7 separate regions of the Mus musculus genome follow, and all the other regions are linked to region 3. Evidence: chromatin contacts called from public Hi-C and HiChIP or PLAC-seq data. All regions are on one chromosome and are shown on one strand. Each heading gives the region's core, a stretch centred on a gene start, on an enhancer-like site or on the middle of the called end of the contact. The rest is flanking DNA. Distances are from core to core; before and after follow the strand shown.

Evidence for each region. Hi-C and Micro-C count contacts between places; a contact is called where the count stands out from the background. HiChIP or PLAC-seq counts read pairs in DNA pulled down with a chosen protein or histone mark.
Region 1: a Hi-C map of bone marrow-derived macrophages shows a contact between it and region 3, with 20 read pairs. The contact joins two enhancer-like sites. A contact is called at or near these places in 2 of 484 Hi-C or Micro-C datasets (the N1E-115 cell line and bone marrow-derived macrophages), 6 of 115 datasets of contacts at active chromatin or transcription factors (acute myeloid leukemia, bone marrow-derived macrophages, embryonic fibroblasts and 3 more) and 1 of 9 other capture datasets (embryonic stem cells).
Region 2: a Hi-C map of bone marrow-derived macrophages shows a contact between it and region 3, with 19 read pairs. The contact joins two enhancer-like sites. A contact is called at or near these places in 4 of 484 Hi-C or Micro-C datasets (ECoMG-derived neutrophils, Th1 cells, bone marrow-derived macrophages and 1 more), 6 of 115 datasets of contacts at active chromatin or transcription factors (Th17 cells, acute myeloid leukemia, bone marrow-derived macrophages and 3 more) and 1 of 9 other capture datasets (embryonic stem cells).
Region 4: a Hi-C map of embryonic fibroblasts shows a contact between it and region 3, with 3 times the contacts expected there. The contact joins two enhancer-like sites. A contact is called at or near these places in 20 of 484 Hi-C or Micro-C datasets (the AML12 cell line, the C2C12 cell line, CD4 single positive thymocytes and 14 more), 13 of 115 datasets of contacts at active chromatin or transcription factors (acute myeloid leukemia, embryonic fibroblasts, embryonic stem cells and 5 more) and 1 of 9 other capture datasets (embryonic stem cells).
Region 5: a contact with region 3 is called in a Hi-C map of bone marrow-derived macrophages, with 19 read pairs. The contact joins two enhancer-like sites. A contact is called at or near these places in 11 of 484 Hi-C or Micro-C datasets (the AML12 cell line, ECoMG myeloid progenitors, the N1E-115 cell line and 7 more) and 6 of 115 datasets of contacts at active chromatin or transcription factors (the NIH/3T3 cell line, acute myeloid leukemia, embryonic stem cells and 3 more).
Region 6: a contact with region 3 is called in a FOXA1 HiChIP or PLAC-seq map of pancreatic cancer cells. The contact joins two enhancer-like sites. A contact is called at or near these places in 1 of 484 Hi-C or Micro-C datasets (bone marrow-derived macrophages), 7 of 115 datasets of contacts at active chromatin or transcription factors (acute myeloid leukemia, double positive thymocytes, embryonic basal ganglia and 4 more) and 1 of 9 other capture datasets (embryonic stem cells).
Region 7: a Hi-C map of bone marrow-derived macrophages shows a contact between it and region 3, with 19 read pairs. The contact joins two enhancer-like sites. A contact is called at or near these places in 4 of 484 Hi-C or Micro-C datasets (ECoMG myeloid progenitors, bone marrow-derived macrophages, common lymphoid progenitors and 1 more), 2 of 115 datasets of contacts at active chromatin or transcription factors (acute myeloid leukemia and microglia) and 1 of 9 other capture datasets (embryonic stem cells).

The regions. Positions count from the first base shown.
Region 1 is chr15:59,758,456-59,761,257 of GRCm38.p6, reverse strand. No RefSeq gene overlaps it. Among named protein-coding and RNA genes, the nearest start is that of Gm19510, 35 kb to the left of the region's middle. Within about 2 kb of position 1,442, at least 148 of the 459 cell types and tissues checked have an H3K27ac peak or open chromatin away from gene starts, as enhancers often do. A contact at or near this core is called in bone marrow-derived macrophages, embryonic fibroblasts and pancreatic cancer cells, where this site is marked.
Region 2 is chr15:59,737,959-59,740,771 of GRCm38.p6, reverse strand. No RefSeq gene overlaps it. Among named protein-coding and RNA genes, the nearest start is that of Gm19510, 56 kb to the left of the region's middle. Within about 2 kb of position 1,396, at least 69 of the 459 cell types and tissues checked have an H3K27ac peak or open chromatin away from gene starts, as enhancers often do. A contact at or near this core is called in Th17 cells and bone marrow-derived macrophages, where this site is marked.
Region 3 is chr15:59,410,726-59,413,686 of GRCm38.p6, reverse strand. The region is part of intron 2 of Nsmce2 (NSE2/MMS21 homolog, SMC5-SMC6 complex SUMO ligase); the gene reads right to left. Among named protein-coding and RNA genes, the nearest start is that of Nsmce2, 38 kb to the right of the region's middle. Within about 2 kb of position 1,661, at least 110 of the 459 cell types and tissues checked have an H3K27ac peak or open chromatin away from gene starts, as enhancers often do. A contact at or near this core is called in the C2C12 cell line, the HL-1 cell line, the N1E-115 cell line and 7 more, where this site is marked.
Region 4 is chr15:59,826,877-59,830,070 of GRCm38.p6, reverse strand. Gm36819 (a long non-coding RNA gene) reads right to left here. Exons shown (of 3, transcript XR_384128.2): 2 at 2,880-2,949; 3 at 1-1,910. Among named protein-coding and RNA genes, the nearest start is that of Gm36819, 5.1 kb to the right of the region's middle. Within about 2 kb of position 1,515, at least 93 of the 459 cell types and tissues checked have an H3K27ac peak or open chromatin away from gene starts, as enhancers often do. A contact at or near this core is called in the C2C12 cell line, the HL-1 cell line, the N1E-115 cell line and 4 more, where this site is marked.
Region 5 is chr15:59,843,944-59,846,981 of GRCm38.p6, reverse strand. No RefSeq gene overlaps it. Among named protein-coding and RNA genes, the nearest start is that of Gm36819, 22 kb to the right of the region's middle. Within about 2 kb of position 1,466, at least 69 of the 459 cell types and tissues checked have an H3K27ac peak or open chromatin away from gene starts, as enhancers often do. A contact at or near this core is called in the NIH/3T3 cell line, bone marrow-derived macrophages, embryonic fibroblasts and 1 more, where this site is marked.
Region 6 is chr15:59,798,021-59,801,202 of GRCm38.p6, reverse strand. No RefSeq gene overlaps it. Among named protein-coding and RNA genes, the nearest start is that of Gm19510, 4.7 kb to the right of the region's middle. Within about 2 kb of position 1,527, at least 49 of the 459 cell types and tissues checked have an H3K27ac peak or open chromatin away from gene starts, as enhancers often do. A contact at or near this core is called in bone marrow-derived macrophages and pancreatic cancer cells, where this site is marked.
Region 7 is chr15:59,863,345-59,866,314 of GRCm38.p6, reverse strand. No RefSeq gene overlaps it. Among named protein-coding and RNA genes, the nearest start is that of Gm36819, 41 kb to the right of the region's middle. Within about 2 kb of position 1,449, at least 47 of the 459 cell types and tissues checked have an H3K27ac peak or open chromatin away from gene starts, as enhancers often do. A contact at or near this core is called in acute myeloid leukemia and bone marrow-derived macrophages, where this site is marked.

The sequences.
Region 1 (2,802 bases), core at 193-2,692, 350 kb before region 3:
TCTGGCATTTGTTTTTCTCTCTTTTGAGTGTGGGTGTGTTACATGTATTCGAGTGTATGCACATTCATATATGTGTAGATACACATGTGTGCAGGCGAATGTGTACCTGCCCAAGGTTGATACTGACTCTCTGTTGCTCTTTGTCTTCTACACTGAGGCAAGGGTTCTCACTAAACCTAGTACTTGCTATTTCAGCTGGTCTAGCTAGCCACCTTGCTCTGAGGATCACATCTCTACCTCCCACATGCTGAGATTTCAGGTGGCCACCTTGCCCACCTGGCTCTTAATGGATCCTGGTCAGTCTTCACACTCGTGCATCAAGTGACCCACTGACCCATCTCCCCAGCCCCTATTTCTTGGCATTTCTCAAAACTCCAGGAGATGCGTGCGGCCCCCTGGTTTCATGTGCTGTGCATTCAGGTGTGCCAATAATCCAATTGGTTTCAGGTCAGTAGCCAGTAGCGCTGGGCTGTGTCACCCTGATAACAGTCACCCTCCATCTTCTGCGGTTCACATGTGTTTGCATGTGCTAAGCCTAGCCTGGCTGGCTCCTTTCTGTGCCCGACCAGATGTTAAATGCACTGGAGTGTGTGGCCTGGATTATCAGCATCACCCTGACTCACTTAGCATGGTGGAGACCTTTTCCTGCACCTTTGAGTCACCCAGGCAACTCTGAAGGTGTCCAGGATGCACCTGAGCCCAGTAAGGTGACAACCTCTGGAAATAGGTCTGGGGTGTGAAACTCAGCAGATGTCCAAGTATTCAGAGCTGACCAAAGTTCATCATGCCTGTCTGTCCTCAGGAGAAGAATCACAACACAACCAGCTGGCCAGGTCAGAGCTGAGAGTCTGGACTTCCACCAGCTCCAAGGAGAAGCAGTGCTTAATCTCCAGGGACCACACAAAAACCAATAAGGGAACGAATACAGCTCCTCTGAGCGTGTGCTCTTGCAGCCTGGAAAGTTCCCTATACAGTTGCTATCTCCTGTGAGATTGGCTAACACATGTAGCTAGGAAACCTAAAAAGGGGTGAGGTCACATAGAGTCAAGAACTCCTACCTCTCCACCCCTTTATTCCCACCACCACCCCCCCCTTCCTGCCATCAGAGGAAAAACTCTTCCATCTATCCAAGTGACTGTCTACTGCTTACTCCAGGGGGAGACACAAGGGTGACATCCCAAAACAAAGTCAAACCTTGCAGGACCCATTTCTGCATGCAAGGGTCTCTTCAGAGCTGCCCATCCTCTGTGGAAAGGGCTTTTGTGAGGGGCAGCAGCAAAGACAGCATCAGGCTCAGCCCCAGAACAAGCAGGAACTAATAAAGAGAAAGAGTCCCAACCGAGGCTGCAGCTCGGTGCTGGGACAACCTCCCTCTCTGAAGAGGGTACCCCACAGTGCCTGAGTCAGAGGGCTGTGAGCTCAGCCCCAGGCTGGCGGGCCGGGAGGGTGAGTCAGAGGGTGTGGAGAGAAGTGAACTTCTTCCCTGGCCAAATATGGGCTCTGTTCTGCTCTGTCTTGCCATCCTCACTGCCAGAGGCTGAAAGCTACATCTGCTCCACAGGACAGTGAGGTCCCTGACAAAAATGGAAACTATTCCTCCCTCCACTCACCCCCTCCCCTCCCAGGCCAGTGGGTGGCATTTTGCTGAACACTCTCCAAGCACCTTGCATTCCCAGCCTCTTCTCACCCAGTCTTGTTATTGATAGTGTAAAGCAGAGGCAACCATAGCGTGCTTTGAGTCTATTTTTTTTTTCTCATGATGGAGTCTTACTCCATAGGATGGGAGGCAAGAAGGAAAGAGAGTCCTCTGCCCCAAACACAACATGAAGAACATAATAGATCTGATCAACTCTTCAGTTCCTTAAATGAAGAAAGCAACAGCAACAGAGAGAGGGAGAGAGTGGGGGGGAGAGAAAGAGAGAGGGAGAGGGAGAAAGAGAGAGAGAGAAAGAGAGAGAGAGAGAGAGAGAGAGAGAGAGAGAGAGAGAGAGAGAGAGAGAGAGAGGTGTCCTCTGCCAACAGACTTAATTCCTTGAGGAAATACCTTGCATAGCATTCTTTATATGCCAGGCACTGCTCTAAATCTCAAATTAGCTCACTTACCATGAGGCTTCCCACATCTATCGTCACCACTAACCCCTGAGGACAGTGCTGCTACTATGAGACCCATTTTACAGATGAGGAGCCTAAGACTCAGTAGGTAACTACTCTAGTCATGCAGGCAGCATATGAAGCTAGCATTTCAGTCTCCAAACGCCAGTCTCACACTCAGTACCCTAAATAGAATTTGATTCATTTCTGTATCTCCGATGTCTGGTGCATGCTGGACAATATTAAATGTGGACCACATAGAGTAATTAATAAATGTATGTTTTCCAAGTAGACAGTGGATTCTGTAGCGGTGAGTTTTTAGCTACACCGTTTTTGTGCACCCAGCAGGTCATATGCTTCCAGCTACTTGCCCAGGAACTCTTTGGATTTGCAAATGGAACACACACACACACATTAGCTTATTTTTAATATGCTGTCTAGCTTAATGGCTGGGCAGTTCTAATCCTCCCACGGCTAGCATACTTTCCCTCCAGTATTCCTGGCTCAACACCTTCTAAATCTACCTTTAACTTTGCTGCCCTGTTACCTTCTGTGAGGCCCATTGGTCTTTACTGCCCAAGACACTTCTGGGCAGCCCTGTCAGGGGCTGCTTCCCTTTCCTCCTACATTTCAGATGATCTTCCCTCTGCAGCTCTTAATCTCTTCCACCTCCCACTGCATCATGGCGATCCTCCATCTCCTCCCCCACAG
Region 2 (2,813 bases), core at 147-2,646, 330 kb before region 3:
TCTCACTGTGTCCCTATCACCATTGTCTGAACTCAGTAGATATCACAGATACCGAGACACACAAATTTTATAAAGATACAAGATACAACAGGAAATAACGTCTATGTAAAAGGCTGACACCAGGTTTGCTTGTCTGTTTTCCCCATGGGGAGGCCTCTCTGTTGGTGACCTCCCCCTCTGCTACCTTTCCACACTCCCTGCCCCACCTGGAAAGTGTGCTTTTCAAGACAAGGTCTTCAGGTGCAAAGTTTAGCTCCTGATGAGTTATTCTGTGGGAACTGAAGTCTTAGTCAAGTGCCAGGAATAACTGGGAATTCCCAAGAAGGCACAGACAGGAAATTGGGATACAGGAAAGGCAGAATTCTTAATGGGACTGCTTTCCCTTTATAAAGATTTGTATCTTTGTATAACTTAGGAAACGCACACTGCCGGTGTGATACTATCTCAGTTATTCATCCAGGTACCACTGTTTACAGGGACGCTTTTCCTGAGTACCTAATGTATGTTAGTCCCTGCTCAGGACATGAGGAAACAAGGGACACATAGCATTTAGCATCACTCGACATTCCGAAGGTGAGGCTATGAGCACACTCTCTACACTAGATCACAGCATCCCACCAACAAGGCAGGTACTCTTGCTGCACACATTTGTCAGGTGTGGAAAATCAAGGCTGGAAAGAGATGTGGTTTTTTTCTCCACACAATGCTATCCGTTGTGGAATAAAGTCCCAGAGATATTTAAAAGAGGATAACAGAGCCAGATGATTTTATTATTATTATTATTATTATTATTATTATTATTATTATTAGCTGTTAAAATATGCCTTTTGCCATCTAGACTTTGAACATCAACCAAAACCTATTAACTTTTATAAGCAGTGCTAGGGCTAGATCTGCTCGGCCCCAGTGTCTATGCTTGACCCACCCAACTCGGCTTTTCTAATAGCTTGTCTCACATCCAGCCAAAATGGGGTCACAGTGGCAGATGTGTGTAATCCCAGCATTCGTGGTGCTGGGACAAAAAGATTTCTGTGGATGTGAGGCCAGGTGGATTTCATAAGACCTTGCCTCAAGGAAAAAAAAAAAAAAAAGAGTATTCAGAAAATAGATCACTTCAGACATCAGCCCCAGAAAAGGGCTTAAAGTTACAGGGAGAGGGAGGGAAGGTGGCGACTAGGAGAGGTAGAACCTGAATCGGATGCCATGCCATCAGCTGACTTGGAACCGTGGTTTCTGCCAAATGCTATTAGTCATGTGAAGACCCATCTCCACAAGAGACAACTATAAATGTGAAACCATGTTTGAAAGGCTACAGGCTGCTGTGTGTCACCAGGTGCTTAGGTGTATCCATGGCCTCAGAGAAAGATGACAGGGAGGGGACAAAGAGGAAGGACAAGCAGAAACTGAAGTTTCACTGTGGTTGATGACGTCAGGAACTATAAATAGAGACACCCCTGCTCCCAGAGTATGACTTAGTGAAAGTACTGGTGCAGTTATTTGAAAAGCGGGGCTATGATGTCTTCTGAAAATCGATGGTCTTTTGACTTCACTTTTATAAGGGAGTTCTAACAATGGGTTTCTGGTGTCTTTTGTAATTCTACTTAAATACTAATTTGTATCATGAATATTGGGTATAACAGGATTTGTAATATAAAAAATAACCAATACAGTGCGTTGACATATTCAAATTGATTGTTGTCATCAAAATGACCATGTTTTATCCCTAGAACTAACCTTAAGAGAAGTTGTCCCCAAGATGGTCTTGGGTGGTCCTCCCTACATTATGCCCTTAAATTTCTCTTCCTTGAACACAGATCAAGTAACTTCTAACAAATGGAATGTGGTATACGGTGTAGGCTACCGTGTCTGAGATCCGAGTTCTAAAGATATTGACTTCCATCTTGTCCTTGCTCCTTCTCTTAGCCTTTAAGCTCTCCCACGCTCCTAACACCCTCTACCATTTTGGGAGCAGCCTATGGAGAGGTCTTGATTAAGCCCTCTGCTCATGTGCAACTAAGAACCAGGACTCTCCATCCATGAGCCCAAAAGGAACTGAATCATTCCAACATGATAAAAGTTAGGAGCAAACCCTTCCTCGCTGGTGATTGCAGTCCACATACTGTGCCTGTAAGAAGCCTTAAGATGCACTCACCTGACCAGCTCCAGGATTTCTACCCCATGGAACCTGTGAGTTAATGAATGTGTTTTCGGTCAGGACCTAACTCTTAGAGTAGTTCTTGTTTGCACATATTTCAGTAGCTTACAGCCTTGGTGAACAACGTCTTTGCTGAGGAACATGTGTAGAAGACAGCACCGCAACCCCAGTTTGCCAAGCCTGCTATTAGACAGAGAGACATTTAGTCTTTGTCTCAATTTCTAGCACAAAGCTCTCCAAACTCTTAAAATTTCCTGAACGATAAAGGGGACAGGATCCTCTGTTGTTCTAATGAAAGGCTGTTCCTAGTGGTGGGGTTGTGGGGGGGGGGGGGACAGGCATGCAAAGCTTGGAACTTTTGATACCACCTCCAGCCTCTGGAGAAAAAAGGGAGATTAGAGACTGAATTAATCACCAAAGTCCAACAATGTCATCAAGTATGTCTACACAGTACATGTCCCATGAGGACCCCTGAGTACCTGGGGACTGCCCAGCATGGCAGTATGTGCCTGTAATCCCATCAGTTAGGGGCTAAGGCAGGAAGACTGTGAGTTCCAAGCCAGACTGGGTTGTATATAGCAAGACCTTATGGAGAGCAGAGGTAAGTGGGTTTGGAGCTCTTCCAGATTCGTTCATAGCAATTCTGTGGGGGGACAGA
Region 3 (2,961 bases), core at 412-2,911:
GTGGCTTAGTCCAGAAAGAGCCACAAAACAACTCATCCCTTGAGGACAGTTTCTGTTTGTTTTTGTTTTTCCTACTCAGGGGCAAACTCCCAAAAAAACAAAATAAAACAAAACAACCCCCACCCCAAGACAAAGAATAACAGAATCACTGGAAGAAGGCTTCATTTTAGAATGAAATACTCTCATGCTTACATAATTGGAGAAGTCTCTAACTGGATGAAGCTGGCCTGCTTATGGTTTTCCTAAAGGCAGACAAACCTATAATTATGCAATCTCAGCAGCCACGCTATTCATTAGACACGTCATCTGTTACTCAATGCTAAAATGCACCAACAGCAATAACTCTTACTATTCCCTGCTTTGAAGCACTGAAAGAGCATTGAAGGTATATTAAGCAGAAATGGGTGACTTAGTGCTAGAATCAAACCCAACTTCAAACAAAATTTATAGGCTTTAATGAGAGGAAGATAATGGGCTGAGGCGGGAACAAATATGAATGTTGAAGGCGAAACCATAGCCACTGATGCCAGTTGTCCCGGTGTAGAAGAGCGTGGCAAAAGTAGAGACTGGTCTGAGAAAGGAGGGCAGGAGGCAAGTAAGCTGCTTTTATGGACATGGACTCTTAAGGAGGAATAACTTCCAACTTGTGGCTAAGAACTAGGTGACAAGCATGGCAATATGCTGTCTTTATGTAGCGCAGTATGGGAGCATGAGATATTTATTTTCCCCATTCAGATGCAGTACTATCCAGGGTTGACTCATGCCTGTTTGTTCAGTATTTTCTAAGCCACTGGTTGAAAAGCAGAAGCAGGTGGGGGAAGCAGTTCTTATCATGGCATATCCTTGTCCACCTGGTCATGATCAACAGAGCAACCCAACTGCCATTCCAGACCGGCAACCAGGTCAGTGAGGGAGGGGGGGTAAGAGGTACACTTCTGGACCTACTTATTCTAAACAGGGCCTTCCCTAACCACAGGGGTGCTGTGCCTGCAGCCCATGGAATAAACTTCCCTGAGGTCCAGCTCTGGGGGTTGGGAAATAGAGCTGAAAGTCACTCACAGTCTCTAGGCCTTTACTAGCCCAGCCTTCACTAAAACATCAAAATGTAGGCTTTGCCCTCCTTGTCTCTCCAAGCAAACCACATACAAAGACCTTGAACTTCACTACACCTCACATGGATTTCTGAGGTGCCCTTGTTGAAAGCTCCCTATGATCTCAGATATAAGGTCCCCTCTCTAACATCTCTCTACTGTCCAGAAGAGGACCTAGTATTCCAGCTCTTATCAACCCATAAAATCTCTTTACTTTTACAAGTAGGACATGTGTGCACACACACACTAGAGAGACACACCCTCAAGACAAATGTCACCTACTTATTCTTCCCACCTGCATATCTAATCAGCTGCACGGCTTTGTCCAGGGTCAAGCTGCTTTCTAAAGTTTTGTTCTAAACAAACAACAAGAAAACTGTGGGATCAGGTTAATTTTTCTATTCTACAAAGCCACACACAAGCATGTCTGAACAGAAACAACCAATTACATGGAGTTGATTAAATTCAGCAGCATGTATTTTATTAGTGACTTACCAAGCTAAGACAAAGCAGACATTTAGTGTTGCTAAGGATTGCTGACTGTGAGTCAACATGACTCACACACTTAGAAGAATCTGATAAACACGAAATGTCATTAAATACACAGACCATTTTGGCGAAGAAGAAGGATGGTGGCAAGGGTTGCCTGACTTTAGTTTAAATTCCTTAGACTAAATGGCACACACAGCCAGAAAAGTTTATTTTCTAAAGACTGGGAATAAGTTATTTCCAGATCTCTTTATATGAGAACTTGATTCTTCCATATTTTCTGTAAAAGACATTTACCTTTTTTTTTGAGAAATACAAACAGATGACAGTATAAACAATATTCTCAACTTCTGTGTCAAAATCAAACCAAAACCTGAATTCTCTGTAAACTCAGATCCAATTACCTACATCTAGTGACATCTATCTGTCTATCTGTGTGTCTCCTGACAGACAGATATTAAGCAATCTACACTCATCAGGAGTTGAATTTAATGACTTACTCAGTGCTTGAGCAATGTTTAATAGAAACTTGGTTACTTCTCACTACACTGAACTTCAAAGTTGTAATTATTCCTCCACACAGATATTAGTGTGGTAAAATTAAAACTGAATGCCCATGTTATAACTGCCTCCCACTAGAAGTAAGTGTGCAGTATCAGGTGTATGATATAACCAGTCAGCAGCTGGTTTCTTCCCAAAGTCCAGGAGAAATCCTGGAGGACTTTCCACCTTCCTGCCATCTGCCTCCCCACAGCCCTCCCATCACATAATAACCCAGACGTGGGAAGCTGCACACCACATAATTGAAGGGGCAGTCTGCTTGATTTCTTTCTTGTGGACTGTGTAGTCTTTGGAAAGACTGTTTCCACACCTCTATAATGGGTATCAGAATAGTACTGAAGGCTGGAGAGGTGGCTGAGTGGTTAAGAACACTTGTGATTCTTGCAGGGGACCAAGGTTCGATTCCTACCACCCATATGACAACTCAGGAAAGCCTATAACGCCTGATCAAGGAGATCTGATACCCTCGTAGGCCTCCATCAGCACCAGGAATGCATGTAGTGTACACTCATTTATGCAGGCAAATACTCATACCCATAAAAATAAAATGCAAACCTTTTAAAACAAGAAAAAGATAAAGAATAGTACCAAATTCATAAAGTTGTTAGCATGTAGGTACAGTGCTCAAAGAAGAGCCTGGCTTGGCATAAGCACTAACCAGCTATATTTTTAACTAAATCCATTACAGAGTAGATAGTTCATCTGCAAATATAACTAGTCCAAATCCTAAAATCATCTTGCCCTCAGAACTAAAAAGTTTCAGGTATATATTAACTTACAAAGCAACCAGCCGAACCCACAGAATTCAGACCTCAGTGAG
Region 4 (3,194 bases), core at 266-2,765, 420 kb before region 3:
AATTCCTTAAGTGGCTTCTGATGGTCACACTTCATCTTCTGGCTTCGGATATGACACCTATAAGCTGGTGAGTTCTACTTTCAGGAGCCAATCGTGCGTGCTCATGAGCACATCCACACACATAGGAGAAGCTAGACCTTCCCCATAAAAAGGAAGAACAAAGGCAGGATTCCTGTGAACTTAAGAGAAATGCAAGCTTGTAGCTAATGAAGAAATGGAAACTAAAATGGTATCAGAACACAGAGGCTCATTTCCTCAAAACTTGATGATGGCCCCTGTTGAGGGGACCAGAAACCCGTCTTTATCTTAGGATTCCCAGGCCCCTCAGCTGCCCTGTAAAGGCTCATGTGACCATTTTGTCTCTCAGCTCTTTGAATTTGGCCTGTGTTTCTAGGAGACTTGAGTCAGGGACTGTATGTCTGGTCACTCAGGTAATTCACTACACAACTGGGAGAGGAGGGCCACTTCTACCAGACAATGTAACTGGATCCTTCCCAGTGATGTGGAGTGCTTCTACAAAGACATGATTGCTAATTGATTCTGTAACACTGCCATCTACACGTCATGATTCTCTCTGAGTCAGTCCCTTCCCTGTGCCTGATACCTTGCTCAGTAACCAGGACCTAACAATACCTCAATAAAAATCCTCAGAATTCAGAAGCAAGGAACTGGAGAAGATGGCCTTCACCTCGCTCAGACCCAGAACAAGCAAATATTGTAGAGAACAAAATGTTATGAGAACATGCCTGCTTCCTGGGTTATCCTTTAGAGAAGACATACAACACTGCAGTTGACATCTCTGGTTCTGAGGTAGAAAGGATCTGGGTTTTGAGTCACGGCTCCACAACTTACTGGGTCCTACTGAGCATGCTCCCAAACTGCCCCACGGCTGAATCTTCTATTCTGTGAGAAGTCAGTGAGACGAAGCCTCTATGGAGGGCCTGAAATGTGGTAAGACTTGCTCTATGCATCTCAGCTATAGTTGGAAAGTTACGATGTCAACTAATCAATTCAACAACGATCCCTGAGAGCAGACTTTCCCGCACCCAGACTTCCTATCCCAGGCGGGAGACTATGCCCAAAACCTACAAAGTGCTCAATAACAGCTGTCGGATGGAGGGGAGGAAGAAGGGGAAGAAGAAAGAGGAAGAGGAGAGTGGGAAGAAAGTGAGGATGCATGATGAAAGATGATGAAAGAGAGTCTGGAAAGTGAGGGGTCACTGACGGGGTCATAGGGGTGCAGCTCCTGTTCTGCCATCTCTAACTCTGTAACTCTGAGCTAGTCCATCCCTCTGCCTCACTCTGGAATATTTTAAGATGGAAGGTCCCTTCCCCAGCCAGCATCTGGTGGTGCCTGTCTAGTGGAGAGCAGAGGGGCAGGTGCTTGTTCCTGTTTGCAACACTTCCGCTGGCCTGAAGATGGCACCTCTGAGTCAGAAAGAAGCCAGTTTCTGCAGCCTCAGCTTCCAAGCATCTAAGTGCCTAGCAGACGGGATCTAGGGAAATCTATTGCTTGTTGCCTGAGGCAGTGAATGACTCCGCTTCCTTCCTTGCCTACCCCGCTTCTCCCAGTGCCCTCATATGGGGAGGCAGCTGGCTCTGTCATCCAGGTCCTGTTTCTTGCTGGTTGGCCTTGCGCAAAGGCACCCTGCTTTCCTGAGGACTCTTTCACTGTCAGCAAAAGGAGAATTACAGTCCCGGACTTAGTGCGAACTTCACATCAGATGCAGAGCACCGTGCCAAGCACCTGGTGGGGGACTCGTGAAGGATGGCTTCCATTTCTTCCAGGCCTTCCCCAGAATGTGGTCAGCACAGGAGAGGAATGAGTGGGACGACGAGGGAAGAGGAGATGACTCCAGAAAGATGACGTCACTCTGTGACAGGATGCTTCTGCTCGTATATGCCTGGTACTGCGGGGAGTGAATAAAGTCCTGAGTGAATGTTTGTTGGTGACAGGAAAAGGGCCACGAAAGTGGTCACGTCAATGCCACCAATGCCTCAGACTCACGGGAATTAGAAAGCCTTTCCCTGGTGCATGGATATTGGATACTGGCAGAAAATGTCCAGGGCAGCTTCCTCCTCCCGTGTGTTCACAGCCCGAGACTGCTCCCCATAGAGACCCCCACCAAGACTAGTTAAGTCTGCCCTCCTCCTTCAGCTGCATACTACACACTTGTTCAGCTGTGGACAGCCAACCCAGCTCCTTAGTACGGGTGTATGAAATGAACTGCTGAGTTCTATCAGAGCACATGACCCACCTGGTCCCAGCTTTCCTGCGCCTGTGCCTTTGTGCCTGCTTTCTTTTATTCCCTGTTGCCCCAGTCAGGTCAGTCCCTAAGCTGTTCAACTGTGTCCCTTCAAGGACCCATGTCTGTTTACTCTCCCCCTCGTCTCCCAAAGCCAGAGAGCAACGGTTGCCTTTCTGAATGAATAATGCAGCGGCTGCATTACGATCACCCTGCCCTTTGCTAGGCCTTTTGTGGGCTTTGACCTTACATATGCATATAGAGCTGCCATCTTTCCATATCCAGCTTCTGTGGCATGACCATGCTCTGTAAATGCATGGCTTTTACCGTGCAGTTTACTCTTCATATACTGAGCACCTCTGGGCACATGGCTGCCTGCTCAGTGTTCAACAGATGAGAGGTCCTGGAGGCTTGGCTGGCCTTCAGGCCAGAGATCCTGCTGCTAAGAAGGATGCACAGAGCCATCCAGGGTAAAGAAGACTCAAACGCTAGAAAATTAAGGCAAAAGACCATTGTACACCATTCCTCACATTCACATCCCAAGTGTTCTTTGGTTGTGATCACTTGATCTCTGTAGAGAGCTGAGTACCACCATCAGCAGATGGGGAAACTGAGTCTGTGAAGGAGACTTACCCAGGATGGCAGAGCCAGACAGAAGGACAGGGTCCTCTACTCCAATGAGCCAGTCTCAAGAGAGTGGGTCCTAGACAACAAGTAGTTTCAATGGTGTGAAAATGAGAACCACAGTATATTTTTAAAAATCATAAAGAGCTGGCTTCTGTCATGTGACTCACCAGCCCCAGGCCTGCGTGAGGCTGGGGTTGTATTTGTCCCAACACAAAGCTTTTAAGGAATGAATTGCCATGATCCTTGCATTGCGTTTGAAGAAACGCAAGCTCTCTTGGGGAATGGCTAGGTTGCAGGTCACAAGTTACTACACAGAGCCAT
Region 5 (3,038 bases), core at 217-2,716, 430 kb before region 3:
CCTGCTACCATCAGCACTGACACTGACATTGAACATGAAGCAGACGAAGAAGCAGACAGGGAAGAAAAAAAAAAACAAAACAGATTGGAAAAGGACTCTCTGGGAGGCACCCACGGATTCTGAACCTCTAAGGGAAGACCTCTTTCCTCTGTAGACTGGTCAGTTAGCCCAGCCTGCTGCCACTCAGGAATCAGACATCATGAGTCTCGGTTGCCGCCCCACCTCATGCAGCTGAGCAAACTTGAGCAAGCATGTCTCCTTGGAACCCCTATATCCTTAGATCTCTCAGCAGCAATGGTTCCTTGGTAGGTTGTCTGAGCCGTATATGAAGGTAGCAAGCGAGACAACAATGAGATGGAGTCATTCTGAGCCCTGATTCTGGAACTAGCCAGTTGGTCCCCCATTCCTATGACACATTAGTTATAGGTCATAAGTGATACACCTTGCATCTCTGTGCTTCAATCTCCCATCAGGTAGGGATGATGGTACCAATCTTCTAAGGCCAGCAAGATGGTTAGAGTGAGCCAATACTCATAAATTACTTTGAGCAGCAGCTTGCAGAACAGTACAATAGAAACAGGTGTCAAATTAAGATCTAAATGATGAAACGGAGCATGCCAGTACACAGGAGCAATCCCAGCAGTGAGGGGAGCAAGAGCATCATGAGTTTGAAGCCATACTAAGCTATATAACAAGACCCTGTCATTTATTATAAATATATGTATGTATATGTATACATACATACATACATACATACATACATACATACATACATATTGGCTCCTGAATCAACAAACAAAGGCTAATGTTCTTAAGGAAGGGCTCTCAGATATGTCCTCTGGCTTACACATACACACACACACACACACACACACACACACACACACTCATACACACATACACACAAAATAAATAGGAAATGAAGCAAGAGACCAAAGTTCATAATATACATATAGAAGAGTGTTGTGGTAACATTGATTATTTGATTTAATTGTGTTATACAATATGTGCTAATTTTTAAAAGGGAAACATTAACAGGAAGTTGTACCTGTGGGAGAAAAGGTTTTTTTCTCTCCTCCTCACAGGACAGGAATTACAACTGATTCAGAATTTTGTTTAAGAAGGAAACCCAGACTCTGAAGGCATCATAATTTGCAGAGGTGGTTTGGCAAGAGAAAAAGGTTGGATTTTCTGCTCAACTCTAAGTCTTTGCCCAGTTTCCTCCCATGTCTGGGCAGGTGGACCGAGAGAGTAGGACCCTGAGGGCTCCTCCATTTGGCCATCAGAGTGCCATCTGTTGGTGATGACCTGCTCTAACACCGTGTGCCTCAGTGAGGGACAAGCTCATGTCAACCTCTGGCCCAGAGCAGGTATTGAGTAAGCCCTTCCTGTCTCCATGTGCCTCCCCTTGGAAGATTCGGATTATTCCGGACCTAGAAGCAGGCTTCCTCAGGCCATGGCCACATGCCTAGATGACTCACACCTAATTCCTGTAACACTGATCTTCAGGGCTCCAGCTTGGGCCAGCTGATCTCTGAATCCTTTCATTCCTCCTGACAAATATTATTAAGAATAACACGGAACACCAGGGATGTCTCAGGCACTCGGCTGCTAGGCACCAGGAACACAGCCATGAACTAATATGGGAAGGAGATTAACAACTAGAACATAACAAGTCCTGTTAGGTGGGATCACCGGGGAGACATTCCAGCCCAGTGCAGGGCAGGGACATGAGGAAGGAACAATTGCACAACATCTGCTATGTGGTAAGCACAGACCCATTCATTCCCTTTTTGCTAACATACTCAACCATTCTGTAAGGTAGGTGACGAATCCTCAACTTACCGTCATGGTCAACGAAGAGCAGACAGACTCAGAAACTAGCCTAAAGTCACACAGCCAGGACATAGTTCAATCAGTGCACACAGTGGGATTCCAGAACTCATGCTGTCTGCCATCATTCAGCCTCCACAGTGGGCTACAGTGTCACTTGCCTGGTACCCCAACACTTTTCTCTTTAACATTCTAATTCTTTCAAGTCTAGAAAAGAGTGAGTTACCACCTAGACTACCAATGCCGTATTCATATCGAGAACCAGGAATGAATCTCATTCTCCAGGGAACGGTTGTTTCAAGGTCATTGATATCTGTAGAATGATCCTTATGGGTGATAGTTTGAATGTGCAGGTATAACTTACAATATGACTAGATTCATTTAAGTCCAGTTCAATGAACTGAGGCCAAACATGATCCGATCTTGCACCAGACGCTACATCCCATCTCTATCCTGACTCTGGACTTAAGTAAGCTCTCAAGATCCAGTTTCAGAGACAAGAAGTAATCTCGTCTCAATGCAGAGTGCTGACCCATATACAATCACAGTGCATCATTTGGGGGAAACCTCCCAAGAAGGGGCAGAAATATCATAAGAGCCAGAGAACCAGGACACTCAGTGTTAGATAGTATCATCTAGACATGACAGGAAAGCTACACCCATGAAATCTCAATATGGTTGTCTAATCAAGACTTGCATAATAACAACTCCAGTTGATGTGCCAAGGTAGATGGGAAAATTTCACAAAGTTCCATGCCTAGACAAAGAGCTACAGATGATCATTGGGGGACTTCAAGAACCAGCTTTCTCCAAGAACAGTGACCCCTGATAGGTTGTCTAATCCCAAGTGGTCAGCCTGTGCATACAAAACAACACTAAACAGACTCTGGAAGCTGTGCCTGTGTTATGTATACATACATTCTTTCTGTCCCCTCTTCTGGAGTGTGCCATGTACCTTGGGGATATCCCATCTATAGCTGACTATTAATTACTGTTATTATTTTTTTATTGTTGCTTATTCTCAGCACTTGAATAGCAATCCATGCCTGTAGTAACCACTACCAACTACTGTAAGAAGTTTCTCTGACAAAGGTTGGAGGATGGAGAGGGGTTCTGTGAAGTGCTGTCTTCTGGTCATGGCAAGTGTGCTTCATACACAAACTCAACAGTAGCTTACATGGGTTCAGAAATCAGTTAAATATCCC
Region 6 (3,182 bases), core at 278-2,777, 390 kb before region 3:
AAGTTTTTGCTTTAGTAGTTCTGGTATCTTGTTAATCACAGCTGATTCTTCAGCCCCAGCTAACCAGAACTACAGAATCTTCACAATCAAAACAGGAATGGCCCTGAAAAGAGTCTTTAATTTTCCCTCTGAAATTTCACACACCAGAGCTCCAACTTCTGCAGTGTTCTCAACATTATCTTCCAAGCTCCTACACAACATCCGACAGAGGTCTTAACAATGGATGGATCTTCAAGCCCAAAGTTCCAAAGTCCTTCCACAGTCCTCCCCAAAACATGGTCAGGTTGTCACAGGAATACCCCACTCCACTGGTACCAATTTGTCTTAGTAGTCAGGGTTTCTATTCCTGCACAAACATCATGACCAAGAAACAAGTTGGGGAGGAAAGGGTTTATTCGGCTTACACTTCCATACTGCTGTTCATCACCAAGGAAGCCAGGACTGGAACTCAAGCAGGTCAGGAAGCAGGAGCTGATGCAGAGGCCATGGAGGGATGTTCTTTACTGGCTTGCCTCACCTGGCTTGCTCAGCCTGCTTTCTTATAGAACCAAGACTACCAGCCCTGAGATGGTCCCACCCACAAGGGGCCTTTCCCCCTTGATCACTAATTGAGAAAATGCCTTACAGTTGGATCTCATGGAGGCATTTCCTCAACTGAAGCTCCTTTCTCTGTGATAACTCCAGCTGTGTCAAGTTGACACAAAACTAGCCAGTACACCTACCTAGTCTTCACAGCACCCCTACAAGGCAAGAGCTGTGATCATTGCTACTTTTGCAACAGAGAGTGTTGACATCCCAGAAAACTGAGTGACCTGCCTATGGTTCCCCCTACTAGCCTAGGATATCACTGGCCCAGCACACTGACTGATAAATTGTATTCTTTCTGAGGTTCCCGAACCCAGCCTACGTGTGTGGTGGCCTGTCTGATGCAGCTCCAGGCCTGGTCTTCGACATCATAGTAAGTGCCTCTGAGCATTTTCACATGTACACACCTCCTCTTGGGTACTCTTTCCTCCAGTGTCTGATTGCAGTGCCCGAGAAAACCCTGTGTTTCTCTGCATCGTGTGTGTGTGTGTGTGTGTGTGTGTGTGTGTGTGTGTGTGTGTATGTGTGTGTGTGTGTGTGAGAGAGAGAGAGAGAGAGAGACAGAGAGACAGAGAGACAGAGAGACAGAGAGAGAGAGAGAGAGAGAGACAGAGAGAGAGAGAGAGAGACAGAGACAGAGACAGATTCAGAGACAGAGAGAGAGGTATGGGATACATGTTACAGGGGTGGGCATATACACCACAGTGTGTGAGTGTGCATGCTTGTGTAGGCATACACAGAAGCCAGACAAGGACATGAAGTACTTTTCTATATTGTTCTCTGCTTTAGTCCCTGTGGTTGCAGGCACACATACCCATTCCTGGATTTTTATAAGGATTTGTGGGATTTGAACTCAGGACCTCACACTTGTTATGCACAGGTCGGCCCCAAGGCTGAGCCTTTGAAGCAAGCCTCTATGACATCATCCTGGACCATGGACTCTCACCTCTCTTGCTGTCTCATGTGAATGTTTCATTACTGAGTGACTCATAGGTACTTAGCTCACAGTGTACTTGTCTCTCCATGGGATTAGAAGCTCCCTAAGGGCAAGGCTTACCCATCTAGCCTATGACAGCCCTGTAGGCCCATGCCCAGTGTCACCTACACCCAGTCCCTCTCTAGCCAGAAATCCCTTCCTGTTTGGCTAGACTGACCCCATGGAGATGGGAGTGCCATGACCGGGGGGCACAGTGAATGAGATGACCCCTTCCAATAGCTTGCTAGAGCTGAAGAAGCAGATGTTGTACCAGGATGACTCAGGCAACCAAGATCTATGTTCTTGTAATTCTGGAGGCTGAAGTCCAAGAGCAGAGTGTAAGCAGGCTTGCTTTGACTCTCCTGGGCTGCCTCATGGCTGGCTCCTTCCTGTGTTCTTCTATAGGAAGTCTGGATTCAAGTTCCCTCTTTTGATGAAGAGCCCAGTTCTTGGATTAATATACCTCCCCAAGAGTCTCAGTAAGCATTACGACCCCAATGATATCAGTAAACATTACATAGTTCTTTAAGGGGCCTGTTCCCCAGTACAGGGACATTCTGAAGCCACAAGGATTCTTACTTCAATATATAATTTGAAATTCGTTAATTCAGCCTACAGTACATCTCAGCTTCCCTCTTTACTTCTGTTCCCATTGTCACCCACACACGAAATTAGACTCATTAAAGAGCAGGTTGGGAATATCCAAAATGCCAAGTCCAAGTGTCCAATGGCTGGTCCCAGGGTCCCCAGAAAGAGCCTGCAGCAAATACTGTCTGCTTTGATAATATTCTATGTGTCCACACTCATCACTGTCACCCAAGGCTGACCAGGAGAATGCTGAAAGGCACAGGATACAAGTGTTTTAAGGAAGCCATGTCCTTCACTGGCCAAGGAGGCCAGGCCAGTTCTCAGGCTTCACCAGAAGGCAGGCCTCTGGAGTTGCTTAGCAACTTCCATGCCAGATGTTCCTAGCCACCCACAGAGCTTCTGAAAGCTTCTCTTCATGCAGCCTTGGCACTTCCAGGAAAGGGAGGAAAATACCAAACAACTGATTGTCTTCTTCTAGTCACAAATTTGATAAAGGAAGAAACTATCCCTCTACTACCAGGACCCAGGGACTGGTCCCCACCCCAACCCCACAGCTTCTCTCCCTCTGCACAGTACAATTGAAATCCACCTCAAGACTATCCACTATGAGAACATGAAGTCCTTCCACAGCTCACCACATCTGCAAAATCAAGGTCACCCTCCATCCACATCGAGGTGATCAAAACCCTCTGCCTATGTCCCAGATTTAGGTCCCTGTGGCAAACCAGATGATTTAGGTTCAAATCCTATCTGTGAAATGTTCTAGCCATGTGACTTTGGAGAGTTTAACTAGCTTCCACATAAGTTAGGGTTTGGGTGAAAAATGCCCCGCCACCCCCCCACCCCCCACGAACATGTGTTTAAACAATTGGTTCTTAATTGGTAGCTCTGTTAGAAGAAGGTATGGAACTTTGGGGAGGTGGAGACCAGCTGGAGGAAATATGCCTCTGTTTATAGTCTGGCTCCACTTCCTGTCCTATATCTGTTCGCTGGTACCCAGAGATGTGAGTAAACACCATGGGAATTCTCCCCC
Region 7 (2,970 bases), core at 200-2,699, 450 kb before region 3:
GGGACTTCAGTCATCTAAATTTAGCCTAGAAAATGCCCACAGTGGTACATGATGATTAAACACATTGTGCAAAAATAAAAGAAGAAGATCTGGCAAGGCAAGAGTGACATATCAAAAATCTAAGTACTTAAAAGATGCAGTCGCTCGATGTGTGCTTTCTCCACCACACCAGAGATCACTAGTGTGAACACCATAGGCCATCTGGGCCAGAATGGCTGAGAGGACCTTAAAACACCTCCCTCACAGCTGTGGTTATGATTGGTACAACACCGTGTGAAGAAAGAAAGCGTCTTGTGGCCATCGCACTAGCACAAGCTCTGACACGTTAAGAGCAATGGCACCTTCAACAAGTCACATAGGCTCTCTGGACCTCAGTTTCCTCATCTGAAAACTTGGCCTCCCTGTTTTAGTGCACACCCATATGATGAGGTGATTAAGGTTGTGGGGCGTCAACAAAGGCACCTAGAAAGTGCAAACGTCTCCATCCTTAGATGATTTGTTCCCCCCCCCCCAAAAAAATCACACAGAAAGGTGAAGGGCATCTGTCAGCGTCACTGAAGGAAAAGTTCTGAATTCTGAAAAATTTAGATCAGTAGTTCTCAACCTATGGGTGGCAAGCCCTGTGGGGACCGAACATCCCTTTCACAGGGGTCGCACACCAGATATCCTGCACATTACAAGTCATAACAGTAGAAAATTACAGCTACAAAGTAGCGACACAAATAATGTTGTGGTTGGGATCAGCACAACATGAGGAGCTGAATTGACGGTCACAGCACTAGGAAGGGTGAGAACCACTGCTCTAGATGGACAGAAGGCAGTCAAATGAGTCTCCTGAGTTTCTATGCTGGGTTTTTACATCACTGTTGCTCCTCAGAAACCATCACCAAGAGCTGCTGTTAGAACTGTCAACTGCTGGGAGTCTGACATCAAGGATGCTCGGGTGACTGAGGAGATGAATAACTTGATCTTGCTCAAGCAGCTAAGCTCCGGGAAGGGAACTATGGTTGCTTATAATGGCCACCAGGGGGAGACAAATAGGGCTACGCGGGGGGAAAAAAGAGTTCTTAACTGCGGTGGTCCGCACTATCCACACGTTTTCTCTCAAGTTATTTCCTTTCTTATAAATGTCTGCCTCTAGCCCTTTACCAATTGTCAGATTCTCAGATGCCTTCTCAGTGTAAGCAGCGCAACCCCCAAGGATGAGAGAGCTAAGAGCACAAACACTGCACTGCTGACCTGAGATTAGCTTTGGCTGGTACCGGCTAACTACCTCCCCTGATTTCCACCCTGTTTGCCAGCACGCCCCTCCAGTCTATGACTTCCAGTTAGACTTCCAAGCGTACAATCTCCCTCTACTGCTTGCACAATGGCAGAAGCTTCTAGACGCTCCCCAAGCCTGTTTCCTCTTTTCCCCAAGCACGCGAGACCACATCTCTGGATCTCCCTTGCAGTTAGTTCAGTAGGATGCTGACCGATGGGTGCTGTCACAGCCTCTGACCTATTGCCACACTCTCTCTTCCCCTTCCACGATGACTTCAACAGCTCCTTAGTTAACGACGTTCACAAAATGGAAGGGTCCTCAAGTCGCTGTTTGTTGAGAAGACACGCTCCCCATAACAACACGATTCGCATCAAAGCTTAAGTAACTGTTCAGCCACCGAGAATGAAGGGATGTTAGCAACGGAATGTAGAGTTTACCACTTAGTCTCACCAGCCATAGCCCCTGGCTTACCCAATTCTCATCATGTGACAAGCACTGCTACTAACACAGCTATTACTGGTACAGTCGCTGTTCAATGGTATTTTAGTAATAGTGTTACCTGGTAAAGACCCAAGGACCACTCACCCGGCATGACCAAAATTTGAATTGGGAGTCTGTATTGAGCAGGCTGGGGACGGCCTGAAGAGAAACGCTTCCCAAAAGGCAGCCCTGAAAGCGCATTGCAGGGAGCTTTCAAAATTAAAGAACACAGAAAAACTATATCCTGGTTTGCCAGCAGGGAAGCAAGTTTAACAAGCAGTTTACCAAGAGTCAAGAGCATGCCGTTAGCTAGGGCATTTCAACCCCGAGTTTCTAAAACAAGGTTGGGTGCTTTCCCACGGGACTTCTAATAGCAGGGGGTGAGGGAGCCAAAGATGGCTTCAGCTGGGACAAGATGGAGAAGCTTTCTCACCTTCACAATAGAACGACATTATAAAGGCATCAATAATTAGTTCTTGACCCTGTGAAGCACCTACCTTGTTAATCCATTGGGATCCATGGATTTTCCAGGGTCATTTCTGTGAATACTCAAGTCTTTTTATTTTTATTAATTATTCTATTTGTCTGCATTTCAAATGATATCCCACTTCCCAGCTACCCCTCCACAAATGCCCCTCCCACATCCACCCTCTCCTGCCTCTCCTTTGCCTCTATGAGGGTGCTCCTCACCTACTCTTGCCCGACCACTCCAGCATTCCCCTATGCTGGAACATCAAACTTCCACAGGCCCAAGGGCCTCCCCGCCCATTGATGTCAGACAAGGCCATCCTCTGTTACATATGTATCTGGAGTCATGGATCCCTCCCTGTACACTCCTTGGCTGGTGGTCTAGTCCCTGGGATTACTGGGTGGTCCAGCCAGCCAACACTCTTCTTCCTATGGGGTTGCAATCCCTCTCCACCCCTCCAGTCCTTCCACCAGCAAACTCACTGGGACAGCTCAGTGGTTGGCTCAGTCTGATGGTTGGTTCCAAGCATCCACTTCTGCATTGGCCAGTTCTTGGCTGAACCTCCCAGGGAACAGCCACACCAGGCTCCTGTCAAACAAGTGCCTCTTGGCACCAGCAACAGTGTCTTGAGCTTGGTGTCTGCAGACAGGATGGATCCCCTCATGGGGTAGTCCCCAGATGGCCCTTTCTTCAGTGTCTGTTCCATTTTTGGCTTTTTGGTTTTTTGGGTTTTTTTGGTTTTTTGGTTTGGTTTGGG